Regions from separate parts of the Mus musculus genome. Here regions 2, 3, 4 and 5 are each linked to region 1. Evidence: chromatin contacts called from public HiChIP or PLAC-seq and Micro-C data. All regions are on one chromosome and are shown on one strand. Each heading gives the region's core, a stretch centred on a gene start, on an enhancer-like site or on the middle of the called end of the contact. The rest is flanking DNA. Distances are from core to core; before and after follow the strand shown.

The links. A called contact is a pair of places that touch in the nucleus more often than the background predicts. HiChIP or PLAC-seq counts read pairs in DNA pulled down with a chosen protein or histone mark.
Region 2: a FOXA1 HiChIP or PLAC-seq map of pancreatic cancer cells shows a contact between it and region 1. The contact joins the promoter of Ppl here to the promoter of Adcy9 in region 1. A contact is called at or near these places in 1 of 39 promoter capture datasets (embryonic stem cells), 1 of 484 Hi-C or Micro-C datasets (embryonic stem cells) and 2 of 115 datasets of contacts at active chromatin or transcription factors (embryonic stem cells and pancreatic cancer cells).
Region 3: a contact with region 1 is called in an H3K27ac HiChIP or PLAC-seq map of embryonic stem cells, with 2.8 times the contacts expected there. The contact joins the promoter of Zfp263 here to the promoter of Adcy9 in region 1.
Region 4: a Micro-C map of embryonic stem cells shows a contact between it and region 1, with 9 times the contacts expected there. The contact joins the promoter of Glyr1 here to the promoter of Adcy9 in region 1. A contact is called at or near these places in 1 of 39 promoter capture datasets (cranial neural crest) and 1 of 484 Hi-C or Micro-C datasets (embryonic stem cells).
Region 5: an H3K27ac HiChIP or PLAC-seq map of microglia shows a contact between it and region 1, with 4 times the contacts expected there. The contact joins the promoter of Anks3 here to the promoter of Adcy9 in region 1. A contact is called at or near these places in 1 of 115 datasets of contacts at active chromatin or transcription factors (microglia) and 1 of 9 other capture datasets (adipose tissue).

Annotation. Positions count from the first base shown.
Region 1 is chr16:4,419,094-4,421,803 of GRCm38.p6, forward strand. Adcy9 (adenylate cyclase 9) reads right to left here and starts at 1,405. Exons shown (of 11, transcript NM_009624.3): 1 at 683-1,405; 2 at 1-495. The coding sequence starts at 452.
Region 2 is chr16:5,131,118-5,133,827 of GRCm38.p6, forward strand. It overlaps Ppl (periplakin), which reads right to left and starts at 1,364. Exons shown (of 22, transcript NM_008909.2): 1 at 1,165-1,364. The coding sequence starts at 1,226.
Region 3 is chr16:3,742,760-3,745,469 of GRCm38.p6, forward strand. Zfp263 (zinc finger protein 263) reads left to right here and starts at 1,340. Exons shown (of 6, transcript NM_148924.3): 1 at 1,340-2,008. The coding sequence starts at 1,616.
Region 4 is chr16:5,048,547-5,051,256 of GRCm38.p6, forward strand. It overlaps Glyr1 (glyoxylate reductase 1 homolog (Arabidopsis)), which reads right to left and starts at 1,364. Exons shown (of 16, transcript NM_001079814.1): 1 at 1,260-1,364; 2 at 204-240. The coding sequence starts at 1,297. It overlaps Ubn1 (ubinuclein 1), which reads left to right and starts at 1,511. Exons shown (of 19, transcript NM_026666.4): 1 at 1,511-2,235.
Region 5 is chr16:4,962,857-4,965,566 of GRCm38.p6, forward strand. It overlaps Anks3 (ankyrin repeat and sterile alpha motif domain containing 3), which reads right to left and starts at 1,381. Exons shown (of 17, transcript NM_028301.4): 1 at 1,264-1,381. It also overlaps 4930451G09Rik.

The DNA.
Region 1 (2,710 bases), core at 155-2,654:
CACAGAGCTGGGACCACCATGACAATCACTTTGGATTTCATGTGGACAGCGAAATAGATGCTCCAGAGAAGGCAGGCGAAGCCCACATAAAAGAGTGCGTACCGGAAGCGGCGCTGGGTCTGCGGAAAGCAGCGCTCCAGGCAGGCCTCCTCCAGGTTCATGGAGTCGAATTTGGGGTCCCACCACCGGCTGGAGGCCCTCTCAAAAAGCTGGGGCAGCTTCTTCTGTCTGCGCAGGCGACCCCCGCCGCCAACCCTCCGGGGAAGGCCCCCTGAGTCTCCCGAGCTGCTACAGCTGGAGGAGATGCTGTACTTGCAGTGCTTCGGGTGGGTGTTGGAGGACAGCTGCTTAGGGTTGATCTTGACCCTCACGCTGTTGCTGTCTCCGCTTGAGTCGCAGCTCACCTCGGTGCTATGGTGATGCAGCAGCTGCTGGTGGGGTGAGGAAGCCATGTTGCCGAGCTCTTGGAACCTTTCCCGACCAGGTCAGGGGCACCTGCAGGCAAAACCAGCAGAATTAGAGCGGCCTGACTACACACACTCCCGGAGGGCCACGCGACCTGTGCTTGTCGCGAGTGCGAGCTCTGGCGAGCCACTTGGGAAGGCACCACCATATGTTCACCAAAACTGCCCATAACGGCGCATAAAAGCGCCAAGGCGAGCGAGAACCGCACGGGCCGTACCTGGTGCTCCCAGGGTTCTCGTGCCGCGGCCGCGCTGAGTCTTGGGTCCCCGGCAGCGCTGCGCTGCGCTCCCCTCGGGCGCCGTCGCCCGCTGGTGGCCTCTCCCCGTGCAACTCCAACTGCAGCTCCAGAGGGAAGTTCAGACCTTGAGCGCTCGGGGCACCGGGAGCAGCTTTCGCAAAAACAACTCGGGAGGCGAGCAGCGCTTCATCCTGCCGCAGCAGCGCCCGGTGCGTCAAAGCGCGCGGGCCAACCTGCGGCTCCTGCCGCGTTCCGTCCCCTTGCGGCTAAGCACCAGCGGGCTACCCTGCCCCGCGCCCCTGCTCGCGAGCTTGAGGAGCCCGAGGGCCGCCCGTCCGAGCGGCCGGTCTAGCAGGGCCTGCTGCCCGCAGCCGAACGCACCCCGGCCCAGAGCCGAGCTCGGGGCACTGCGCGGGCCCCTCCACAGACCGCCGTGCGGGCTGCCGCAGAGCCTGACTCCCGCGACGCCGGCTGGCCAGCACGCCGGTCGTCCGCACGCCGCGCCCACGCCCCAGGGGCCCTGCCTGAGCTACAGATGCCGCTGCGGCTGCGCCCGCCGCCCGCTCTCCCGCAGCCGCTGCCTCAGGTCGGAAGAGTAGCAGCCGCAGCCGCCGCCACCACCATCTCCGGCCCCCTCCTCCTCCCCCTCCCGCTGTCACTGACAGACGCGCGCCCGCGCCGCCCCTCTCCTCTGCCGCAGCGCGCACGCGCGGCCCGCGCACGTCACCGCCGGGTCCGGGACACGCGCACCAGCAGCGCGCCACCCCGCCTAGGAGCGCGCGCCCGGCTCGGGGCTGCAGCGGGGCGGGGCCGGGCGGACGCGCTCTGGGCGCCGCCCTCCGCCCTGGGCTGCTCCGAGCCTGGGCCGCCTGCTGTGGGCACCAGGCCTCCGCCTTCTTCCGAGGCCTTGGCTGCCTTTGACTACTTGCCCCGCAGCCTGGCCCCCAAGTCCGCACAGGAAGCATCTAAGCGCAGTTTACCTTTTGGATACATCGAAGTTTTCAGTCCCTGGCTTTGCTCGATTGTGACCTCCCTCCCATTCTGCCAGCAATGTAGGAGTGTTCCCAGTGGTGCTAGGCCCCTCTGAACTTGCTGGGGGATGGAAATGATCATCACCAGCCAAGCCACTTCTGATAGCTTCTAAAGTCGAGCACCACTGAGGACCACCTTTGCCAACCCCCTGGGGAAGTTATCTTCCCGACTTTGAAGATCTTTCATTCTTCACATGAACAACTGTTTTTCCCTCTCCACAAGGAAAACGTTCAAAGAAATCAGCTTCCCATTAATAAGTTCTACATTGGTCTGTGTAAACTCTGGCCTGAATAAACACAATTCTATATTCTCTGGTCGCACCCTGGCTGCCACACCGTACAGTGTTTTTCTGCAACCACAGGGGACTAACTGACCCTTCCTTCCCACAGCTCTCGGGGCCCATCCCAGGCATCCACAGTCACTGTGGAATTCAGGAATAGGAAGGTAAAATATAGACTATCTATACAACCGAATATTATTCGACTATAAAAATGAAGTACACTTGCTACAACCTCTGAAACACACTGGGTAAAAGAAACCAAACACAAGAGGCCACATATTGTATGATTGTATTAATGTGAAATGCCCAGAACAAGCAAATCTATAGAGAAAATACAGGTGATGGATGCCTGCGGTTGTATGAAGTACTAGGTATTGACTACACTATCAAGCCTGGGGGTTCCTTTTGGGGTGATGAAAACATCTGGAACTAGTGAGAACACAACGCCGTGGATTCTGTAGTAGGTATACTTCATGAACGTACTAGTGTCTTTGGATTGCTTTAATGATAAGTACAACTGCATAAATGGTAAGTTTTATGCAGTATGTATTGCACCACAATAAACAGGAACTTTTTAAAGTAAACGTGTCATTGTTGATATATTCCAGCTCAAAGTGCAAGATGTCCATCTAATTATGAGAAAACATCTGAGGAAGGAACTTAATCTGAAAAATACTCCACAACCAAACTGCCAA
Region 2 (2,710 bases), core at 114-2,613, 710 kb after region 1:
AGAGTTGATGAGGAGAAGAAACGAGAGGGGAGGGGACCGTAGAACAAGGGAAGAAACTACGCTGAGCATCAAACAGCCCTGTCAGCGGGACTACAGGAAAGCAGACTTTCAGAAAACATAAGAATACCCAGGCCACACTCCAGGCTGCAGTGCCCAGGGCACCCGTCTCAGTAGGTGGGTCTGGGTTGAAAGGCAGAACAACAGTCAGTGGGAAAGCTCCGGGGCCAGAATCTCTTGTCTTGCCTCCATCTGGAATCTGGGGAGTGGGGAGGAACTGTTCATGGGCCAGTGAAGGAGCCCAGCTAGGTGCTGAGCCAGGTGAGTGCTTGCCACTTCTCATCTGCCTAAAGTTATTTGGAGGGACCACCCCCACTTCCTCTAGAGGGATGCCAAGGCAGAGGAACGAATTCCACCCCTCCCTCAATCTCAGCAACATTACCAGTCTCCCCCAAACCGGTTATTAACCGAATGAATACATTAGGCTTATCAAAACCGACGTGGGCTGTCTCTCCATCCAGACACATCAAGACATGTCATTCGCTTCTCAGGCGGCCCTGAGAACTCAGAGATCGCAGACGCGGCCAGTTTCGGGGATAGGGGGGTGGGGAAGCGCCAGGAGCCACACCCCTGAGAAATCACGCAGTGAAAAATTGGTCTGTCCCCACCCAGCCGGGCCGAGCGGGAGTCTAGAGAGCCTGAGATTGCCTTAGCATGTCCCCCGGGGCCCCAGGACCCACCGCGGCCTCCGGCCTCCGAGTGCTCCAGCGCTGGCAGGCAGGTGCAGCCGGGGACAGGTGGCTCACCCTCGGAGCCACCAGATCTCACAACCCAACGCCAGCAGCAGCACCTGCACGGTCTACAATTCCCGCAGGAGATCACCCTACACACAACTTATTTTCCGAGTCCCAGGGTGGAAACACAACGTTTCATGACCGAGATTCCAGCTTCAGGACAACCTTGTACTCCTTACTCAAGTCCCCACCATCTAGGCCCCCAAAGTAGCGCATCATGGGGCTCTAGAGTCCCTCCTGTCACTCTTGGTGCCCCTTCCCAGCAGGGCAGAACTTTCCAGTTATAGAGGAACCTCCGCACAGCCTGCCCACGCATCCCCACTCCTGGCTCAGCCCTAGGTCTCCCTCATCCTAACCCAGGACGCCCCCTCACCTCCGCGTCTGCACCGTTGGGCTGTATTTGCCTTTGTTTCTCTTCCTGAAGAGCGAGTGCATGGTGGCGCTTGGGACAGAGGGACCTGGAACGCGGCGACGGACCCGGCGCGCACCGAAAGCGGGCGGCGGGCGCAGGTGAAAGAAGGCGGCGGAGGCGGAGGCGGCAGCGGCAGCGGCGCGCAGAGCCCCGTGTGCGGAGGGCCGCGGCTCTGGGTCACTACAGGAACAGGGCGGGGCGATCGCCGGCCACTTGCTTGCCTGCCGCACCCCGGGAAGGTGGCGCTTACCTTGCAGGCGGGGCTTCGGACGCGCTCCCTGGGTCCCCGCCGGACACCGCCCCTGTTGCCTGTTACTGCAGAGGCTGCGCAGCCTGTCGCCAGAACCTGGACGACTAGGCCACCTGCGCTAGGCCGCGCCCATCGTGCACATAGAGCCTGGCGCGCCCTCTGGCTGAAGGGTTTACCTGGGCAATCCCAAAACACCATGACACTCCTCTTGTGATGAGCCACAGGTGGAACCTCAGACAGGTGTGGGAGACCCGAGGTGGAAGTGGGGTCTCTGCTCCCTGCAATGTCAACAAATCACACTCAGCGGGACTGGCGATGGCCACAGCCATAGCACGCTACTGAATTGGATTCTTGTGGCCACCTATGGTCAGTTAGGACTTCTCTGAGAGTTGTTTTACTTACTGCCTCAGTTTCCTCCTTGGCCAAGAGAAGATTAACGACGACCCACATCCAGAAGGGCTATAGGAGATTCCTGTAGCTAATTCACCAAAGAGCTTGGCACACAGTGGCACTCCAACAGGCAGGGAAACAGCCGGGGAGGACATAACTATCCCTTGAAACGTTCATAACCCCGGGCCTGGTATGATAGAGACTTAATGGTGGATCATAGAAACTAGTTCTGGCTGAGAAACAGCAATGTTGCATAGTCCTGCCCGCATGTCCCGGAGTGAGGCTGGGCTGGGGGCTGTGGGAAACGTGGAGCTTTACCCATTCAGATCTGTACCCACATCTCACACTCATGAGCTGCCATAAGGGACGCAGCCCTGGTTTTGTTGGCTAATGGAAAACACTCTGGGTAAGAGCTAGAGTGAAAGAGAGACAGCTGAGAGAACTCAGTGCTACCCTGGGGTGGGGGTGGGGGTGGGTGGGAGCTCATGGGGAGAGGTGAGCTGCAGAGACTCTGGTGACAGCCAAAGAGCTTACAGTTCAAGTAGGGGAGATGAGATCTTGAGAATGGAAAGGGACAGTCACTGTGGGACTTGCTCACACTGTCAAGAGACTGGGGATCCAAGCTCAGCTGTCTGACTCCAGTCTCTGTCCCACAGGATTAGAATAAGGAGGTTGGTGTTCAGGGCTGGGGGGCTCAGTAGCTAAGAGAACGCACTGCTCTTGAGAGGGCCCTGTTAGTTCCCAGAACCTGTTAGGCAGATGTAGCACCAGGGGATTCAATGACTTCCTCTGGGCTCCCCAGGTGCCCACTTTCATGTGCACACACCATGCACACACCACACACACCACACACACACATGCACATAC
Region 3 (2,710 bases), core at 90-2,589, 680 kb before region 1:
AGACTCATTGGGAAGGAAAAATCCAGAACATCATTCTCAGCTCAGGAAAGAAAGCAGGGAACTGAGTGGTAGGCAGGGTTTATACAAGATTTCTTAATCTTCCCACCACAGCTTTCCAGGGTGAGGATTGGTAGAATTTCACTGAGCTTGAAGGAGATCAGAGACTGATGAGTTTGCTCAGGGCTTGAAGGGTTTCTATACCAAGCTCCAGGATTAGTGGGTTTTTCTGTTCAGGGTTGGTGGGATTTATTTATTTTTATCTTTTTGTCTTGTAGGGTGGGGCCAGGCTACTCTTCCTCCTCGGGCCAGGGAATGACAGTAACAGCTATTATTAAACAACTATTAGGGTTAGGGACCATTAAGGAAGTCAGAGGTGGGAGGGACCTGGCTGCTGGAGCTCCTGGTGGCCATTTTCCTGCCTCAAGGTCTTACAAAGTATAAAAAGTTCACAAAGGGAGACCAGAGCAAGGAAGGCTTTCCCTGCCTCTTGAGTTGCAATGAATAGACAACAATGTAAGCATGTGTCCAATAAGTGATTACGGGTTTTCGTGACACACTCCTAGAATCTGCAGACTCCACCACCTGTCTGTGACAGCTGCAGTCTCAGGCCTGGGCTATTCTCTCTTCAAAAAATAAGGAAGTCCGCCTTGGTGTTTCCTTTTCTTCAACCTTCAGGAAAATAGTCAGAGCCGATGATTATGCTAATCCTTAGACCTGCTCTGGGAGATGGCAAGAGCAGTTCATACCCAGAGCGTTCTTCTGGGTCGACCAGCCACCTAAAGATGGAGGACTAGGGACCATCGCTCACAGGGAGGCAAAAGCTCGGGCACGGGTATGTTTATCGTAGCTCGACAATCCATTTAGACCTGCTCAAGCCACAGTGCAGGCGCAATAACAAGGGCGCGCCATGGACTACATTTCCCACCAGCCCCAGGCAGCTCGAGCCCTGGAAGCACAGTCTATTTCCGGTTGTAGGTCTCCGGAGTGTTGGGATCGGCCTTCGGAAAGGTTTTCTTTGTTAAGCTTCTGGGCCCCGACATGACACTCTAGCGCCTCTGGACTCTGGTTCAAGCGTGGCTGAAGAACTTACCTTTTGGCAAACTTTCCTATGCAAATCTGAGCCAGGTTGTCCCCGGGTCACATCCGCCCAGGGATTCCCACCCCTACCGCTTCCCCACCTGGAGGCCCCGCCCATTGCGTAGCCCCGCCCCTCATCCCCATCCGACTTGTTCCCCTCCCGCTCTTTTATGCAAATTTTCCTTGTCCTGGGTGGACCGTGAGTACGTGGTGAGACCCGACCCAATGGGAGACAGCGCAAGGGAAACGTGAACCGGAAGTCCGTCCTGACTAGCGGCCGTTGGCTTATGACGCCTAACTCGCGTGCTGAGGCTTGCGACCCGGGCCCTGCGACTTAAGTTCTGTGCGGGCCTGAGAAGCCGGTCAGGTGGCGACGCTGCAGGCCTGATATTGCTGAGATTGTGACCTGGGTTCCTCCGGCGGGATTTGGAGCCCGGAGTCTCTCGGTTGCTGCAGCCGTGGCCTACTGCTGTACAGAACCCAGGGCGTCTCTCAAGGCGGACGTAGCTGGTGTCGGGACCTAGGCTGGTGTCGGGGCATGACTATGGCTGCGGGCCCAAGCTCGCAGGAGCCAGAAGGGCTCCTCATAGTGAAACTGGAGGAGGACTGTGCCTGGAGCCACGAGGTACCCCCGCCTGAGCCAGAGCCCAGCCCGGAGGCCTCCCATCTGCGATTTCGACGGTTCCGCTTTCAGGACGCCCCGGGTCCCCGGGAGGCCCTTAGCCGGCTTCAGGAGCTTTGCCGCGGGTGGCTGCGGCCGGAGATGCGCACCAAGGAACAGATCCTGGAGCTGTTGGTGCTGGAGCAGTTCTTGACTATCCTTCCCCAGGAGATTCAGAGCAGGGTGCAGGAGCTGCGCCCAGAGAGCGGCGAAGAAGCAGTCACTCTTGTGGAGCGTATGCAGAAAGAACTTGGGAAACTGAGGCAACAGGTGACAGCTGTTTTACCCGTGGTTTGGCCCGGAAGTCATTGTGCTAGCCTCTTCTGTAGTCGAATATACTTGATCGTCCTGAGTACACTTTACAGGAAGGAGAGGGATTTTTTTGTAGCTTATCCTTTCCTTCCAGATTGTTCCCATATGACGACAGTAGGAAGTGAGGAGCACTTCCACCAGTATTTAGTTATGTAGTTAGAAAGCTTCTCACAGGCCTCGTGACTTTGGGCAGACTACTTAATCTGTTTCGTCCTGTTTTTCTGTTGGCTAAAGCACTGTCTGGGAATAATTTTGAGGACTTGGAGAAAAGTATGTCGTTTGGATGACACCTACTGCCACTGCTTTGAGGGGTTTGTTTTGTGACAAAGTCTTACGTAGCTCAAGCTAACTGACTCAGTGTGTAGTTGAGCTTGGCTGCAGAACAGTGGTGGTCCTCCACCTTCAGTCTCCCCAAATTCCGAGTTCTAGGGTTACAGGCAGAGTCTAGATATGTAGCCCAGGCTTAAACTCGAGGCAATCCTCCTGCTTCAGCCTCCCCACTGCTGATTCCCACAGGCATGTGCCACTATCCCAGGCCTATATTTAGTGGATAACACCCAGCATATCTTAGTCAATAGTTTGCAATACAGAACTGGATCTCTGCTAATTGAACTCTGAAAAACAGCTAAGCACCGAGGGGCTATGGTCGCAGCCTGATAA
Region 4 (2,710 bases), core at 114-2,613, 630 kb after region 1:
CTCTGACTGAAGTGATTACCTCATATTTAAACACTCTGGTTTATGCTATAACTTTCAAAACCGACTGATAACTGGAGGCAAAACACTACATTTTATCAAAATGAGCCCATTTTAAGTCAGTGTTAGAGAATGGAGGAAATTCAACATGTTAACCCTCTCCCTTAGCTTCAACTACCTTCTTTTAAAACCAACAATGCACTCACCTTTCCTGGCCAGGGAGGATACCGGCCCAGTTTCCCCCTAGAGAAAATAATACAAACAGTCAGAACTTGCCCTGGAAAAGCCAGTCCATCTCCTTCAGCCCACTCAACAAGCAATCTATGCTTCTAACTCTAGGCTGAACAAAAGGGCCAGAACAAAAGCAGGCAAACCAGATGGGTCTTTCACAGCTGGGCTCAGGGCCCTCACATATTACATACAAAACTGTATATATATATATATGTGTGTGTGTGTGTGTGTGTGTGTGTGTGTGCCTGAGATCTGTGCACTCTTCCCGAGAAGGAACATAGAAAAACAAAACCATCAGGACGTCACTGGTCTGGTACCTCCCTGGGAGAGTGTTGGAAACTTCTCTCTGTAAACACAGACTTCCCTAAGACTGATTTAATTCACCCCATGATCGGCTTTCCTTTGACAAATGATCATGGAAACCTTCCTCTAGGTAGGGAAACTACGCAGTTCCAAGGAGACAATGGTCACTCTTGGTTTTGGCTGTTGCAGGGGACACAAGGAACAGAACGAGAGGCACTGGATCACCGCCTAGCCATCATTTGCAAAGGAGAAGTCACCCTCCCCTCGGTTTCTTCATGGGGCAGCGCCGGGCAGTCGGATTTCGCCACCTGGAACCAAGCCTCGAGCCCACGTCTGTCCCAACCGAACGCGGGTATGGACGGCTCTGTCTCTAGCAAGGTATCCTCTCCTGCTTTGAGAGGAGGTCCGGAGAGACCCTGGGACTCCACGCCACGCCAGAGTTCTCTGCAGTGGCAGCTGGAGCCAGAGTTCTAGAGCCGTAACCCTCCCCTGGGATGGCCTCAGGGTTCAGAGCAGGGACCGCCGCGGCCCCTCTCGGCCTCGGTCCCCCGGGGACCGGACAGCCTCTTCCGCTCAAGCGTCGTTCACACCGCGGCGGCACCTCCTCTTCCCCACTCTCCGCCGTCCGGAGTGCATAATAAAACTACTCCTGGGCCAGCTGGCAACCCTGCGACCAGGAAAAGCAGCTTCGCGCCGTCTTTCGTTCAGCGCTGGTCGCCAGGACTCACCACACCAAGTCGCCGAGCCGCAGACTCACAGCCGCCATCTTACCACCCAACCACCGCCGCCGCACGGGCAGCCGGGAACTTCAGGTCGCCGCGGCACCGCCCATTGGAGTTGGCCTGACCACGTGACGGGTGTTTGCTGTCATCCGCCTAGCGGATGCGCTGACGTCACCGCGCCGCGGCCGTCCATTGGACTGCTTGGAGGCACGTGACTTGAGCGCCGCGCTCTCAGCGCGTCGAAGCCCAGAGACTCCAAGCTCCCGCCTCCCCCCTCCCCTCCGGCTCGTGACAACGAAGCATCCGCGGTCCAAAGCAGCGGCGGCGGAGGCGGCGCGGCCGGACTAGCGCGAAAGGGAGCCGACTGTGCTGCCCGCTCGCTTCCGGGACTCTAGACTCATTTCCAGTCTTTCCCGCTGCTTCCGTTACGGCTGTTAGGCAGGCGCGGGCCCCGGGCCGTTGCCGAGCCTGAGGTCCCGGGCGGATAGGTGTTGGAGTCCGGTTGCTGCCCTGACTGACCCTGGCGCGGCCTGGAAGCCAGTCTCGGTCCCAGCCCGGGGCAGAAGAGGCCCCGGTTGCCCGCGAGCCCGCGCTCGGGGCGGGAGCTCCAGACTGCTGAGGAGCGCCCAGCTCGACAGTCGGCTTCCGGAGCGGCGTCCCCGCCAAGCGTCCTCGGCGTCGCCCGACTTGTTTTCTTGGACGTGGACTTGGCATATCTCGGCTCCCCCCGCTGGCTGACAAGAGAAAGCGGCAGTTTGTCGAGAGGCTTCCTTCCCGCGGGCTGGGGAGCCGGCCATGGGCCGCGGCGCGGGCCCTCCGCGCGCCCGCCTGCAGCGCTCGGGAGCGGGCCGCTGAGCCGCGCCGCAACCCGAGGGTCCCGGGCCGGCATGAGGACCACCACGGGGGGACGTCTACGGCCCGCGTCGGCTCTGGGGACAACGGTGAGCGCCGCGGTCTGGTCCAGCCTCCCGCGTTAGCCTTCGTAAGTAGTGTGACACTTTGCAAGAAGTTTTGACAGCTGGAAGACAGGTGACAGTAATGGGAACTGGTACCTGCCGAGGGGCAGGGCGGCTGCCCTAAGTTCCGTAGACCGAGTTGAAGCTCGACTTTGAGCAAGAAAAGTCTCACACCCAAGAAAAGGCGGCAGGAGTCTGTGTCAGGGTGGACTTAACTTACAGCTGTACTTTCTGAAGTCAACGCCTGCTCGGAAGGTGACGGGTTCACGCCCCTTTCCCCAAAGCAGTGTCCTTGTAGAGGCTTTGGTTGTCAATTGCTCTGAGAGATGGTGTGGTGGAGAAGCTGGGTGGTTGACCCCAGCTTGTTTTTTCTTTGGAAGAAGTACCACATTTTTCAAGGACTGTCATTTACATTGTGTGTTAATTAAACACGAACTGACCATTTAAAGTGTATTTAAGATTTCATAAAATTTGACAAATGTTCTTAATTTAGAAATTAGA
Region 5 (2,710 bases), core at 131-2,630, 540 kb after region 1:
CGAAGGAAGTATGACCCAGAAGGTACTAATTCCCTCGAGGCCCTTAAACACTCTAGCATTATCCTGTGTTGGTGAAAGCTGGGCCTGGCAGCACAACTTCCAGACGAGGCAGAAGAGTCAAATCCCAAGCCTGCCTGGGCAACTTAGTGAGACTAAAATATTTTAAAAGTAGAAAGATGGGCTGGAGAGATGGCTCAGCAGTCAAGAGCACTGACTGCTCTTCTGAAGGTCCTGAGTTCAAATCCCAGCAACCACATGGCTCACAATCACCAGACAACTACAGTGTACTTAGATTAAAACAAATATGTTTTTAAAAAGTAGAAAGATTGTTGAGGATCTATCTCAGTGATAAGCACTATATATACACAACTTGCAAGGACATAAGTTTACTTTTAAAAGTTATAAAAAGGACAACATACAACAGTTTGCCAGTCTCACGATGAGTGATGTGTGTGGGCTGGTAAGGTGAAAACAAGGCCTGTATCCTGGAAACACCAGCTTCTCCTGCTGCAAGGCCTGCGCTCAAGTAGCACCTAACCTAGTCTGAACCAACAGAATGGACACGTGCTTCCCCAAACTGGAAACCATAGGCGGATTAGCAGAACCCTGGAAGAACTCACACCTGCAACTCCAGCTCTTGGGGGGCTGAGACAATAGGACCGCCTTTGAGTTCAAGGACAACCTGGGTAACATTAGATGCTTACACTAAAAACATCCAACCCGCCAGCGTAGTGGCACCGGCCTTTAATCTCAGCATCTGGGAGGTAGATCTCAGTGAGTCTGTGGCCAGCCTGGTCTACACAGTGAGACACGCCCACAATCTCAAAAAACCAACACCCCCAAAAAATCGATTCAAGTAAAATAAAAGTTTCTATGTCTTCTGCACCTCTCTCTCTCAGAATTTCAGTTGCAGCCCTGATAAGTTATTCTTAAAATTCTTAAATCTTAGTTTTAAAAAAAATTCTATTCTGGAGGCAACTGTCATTCCTCCAAGAGATCCATGAAGGCCTCGAGGGAGCCCCTGCAGCCCAAATGTACGACGCAGTTCCGACCCTAGCGGTCCCGGCGACTATGCACGACCGCAGGCTCCCGTGTGGCTCAGCAGTCTGGCCGACACCTCGCGTGACCCCTTAGTTTAGCACCACGGCGGCGGGCCCGTGTCCCCAAACCCTGCGACAGGCAAACGCCAGGGCTGCCCACCCGAGCAGACTCAGGGCGCCTTGGGCCCCACCTCTCAGAGGGCCCTGCCGCGGCCCGGCCTACCTTGCAAGGCCTCAGGTTCCCGGGCCACCCTCCAGCGACAGCGGCTCGCCCCTCACCGGCCGACAGCCCTGCGCCCGGCCCACCCCGGAAGTAATCCTCGCACGGCGCAGAGCATCCCGGGAAGGTGACGGACGTTCTGTTATTGACACGCCACAGCAGCCCATGAGATGGCAGATACCGGCCCATTCGCTCGGGAGCCAATCCTGAGGCAGAGAGGCAGGCGGCGAGTCGCCAGGCCGCCGTGGGTGGCCGTACTCAGCACGGGGACAAGGCAAGTGGGCGGGCGGAGCGGCTGAGGCAAGTGGGAGACCGCGGAAACCCACGCGACGATGGGTGGGTCCTGGCTGCGGGTGGCAGGGAATGAGACCCTCCCCTCGGCTCTAGCACGGACTGCCTCGTCCCGCTGCCTTCCAGTTCCCTTGACAACGACGCCTGGCGCGGGGCGGGGCGAGGCGGGGCCAACTGGCTTTGAGGAGAAACACTGAGCCGCTCGGTCTTCTGAGCTCCTCCATGCTCTTTCCTCTGCGGGTCAAGCCTTCCTTCAACCCTCCCCGCCTTGCACACCTAAAGGACGATCAGTCCTGGGCGGCCCCCTTCACTTCGGTGATTCTGTGTCCTACCGCCAAAGCCCCTGGTAGGAAACATCTTTTGGTGCGTATACCAAAAGCGTCTCCACCTGTGGTTCCCAATTCAGGACAGCCAAGCACCCGTCCTTGCTCAAATGCCCTAAGACCCCACTCACTCCTCTGACGCAGCTCTGGTTTGGCACCGTTAGCTGATCTGCTTGGTCCGCTTGCTAGGCCTTCACCCACAATCCTAAAGTCCCTCTGCCCCTGAGGACTGAACGTGTTTTCTTTAGGGTGAGATATAAAAGGTGGAGCTGAGCCAGCGACTGGATTATAGAGACTCATTTGAGTGATGACTAAAAAAAAAAATCTCTTGAATAATGGATCTTAAACCTCTAATTCTAAAGATTATTTTTAATTATATTAATGAATTAGTTTGTATTTTAATTATGTGTATGGGTGTGAAGGTGGGTATGTGTACTCCAGTGCAGATACGAGTGGACGCCAGAGACGGGCTCTCCCTGAGGTTAAAGTTGCAAGTAGTTGTGGTTTTGGAAACTGAATTGTGATCCTCTATGAGAGCAGTAGAGGACACCACCATCTTGTGCACTCATGACTGCACATACCCACACATACAGTCCTGCTACCAAGTGACATAAGTTTGCAGAACCAGAAGGAAATGGGTAGAAACTAGAATTTTTGCGGGTGCATTTTCATCTACAGCTGATCAAGGCTTTGGGAAGGCTACCAATGCTAGTTTCTCCTTGAACACCCAGACACTGCCACCTCACCTTGTGTGCTCCACAGGACTCCTTGATGATGACAGACGGTGTCCTTTGAGTCCTGGCCCCCATGACATCCAAAGACAAAGCAGTGATGTC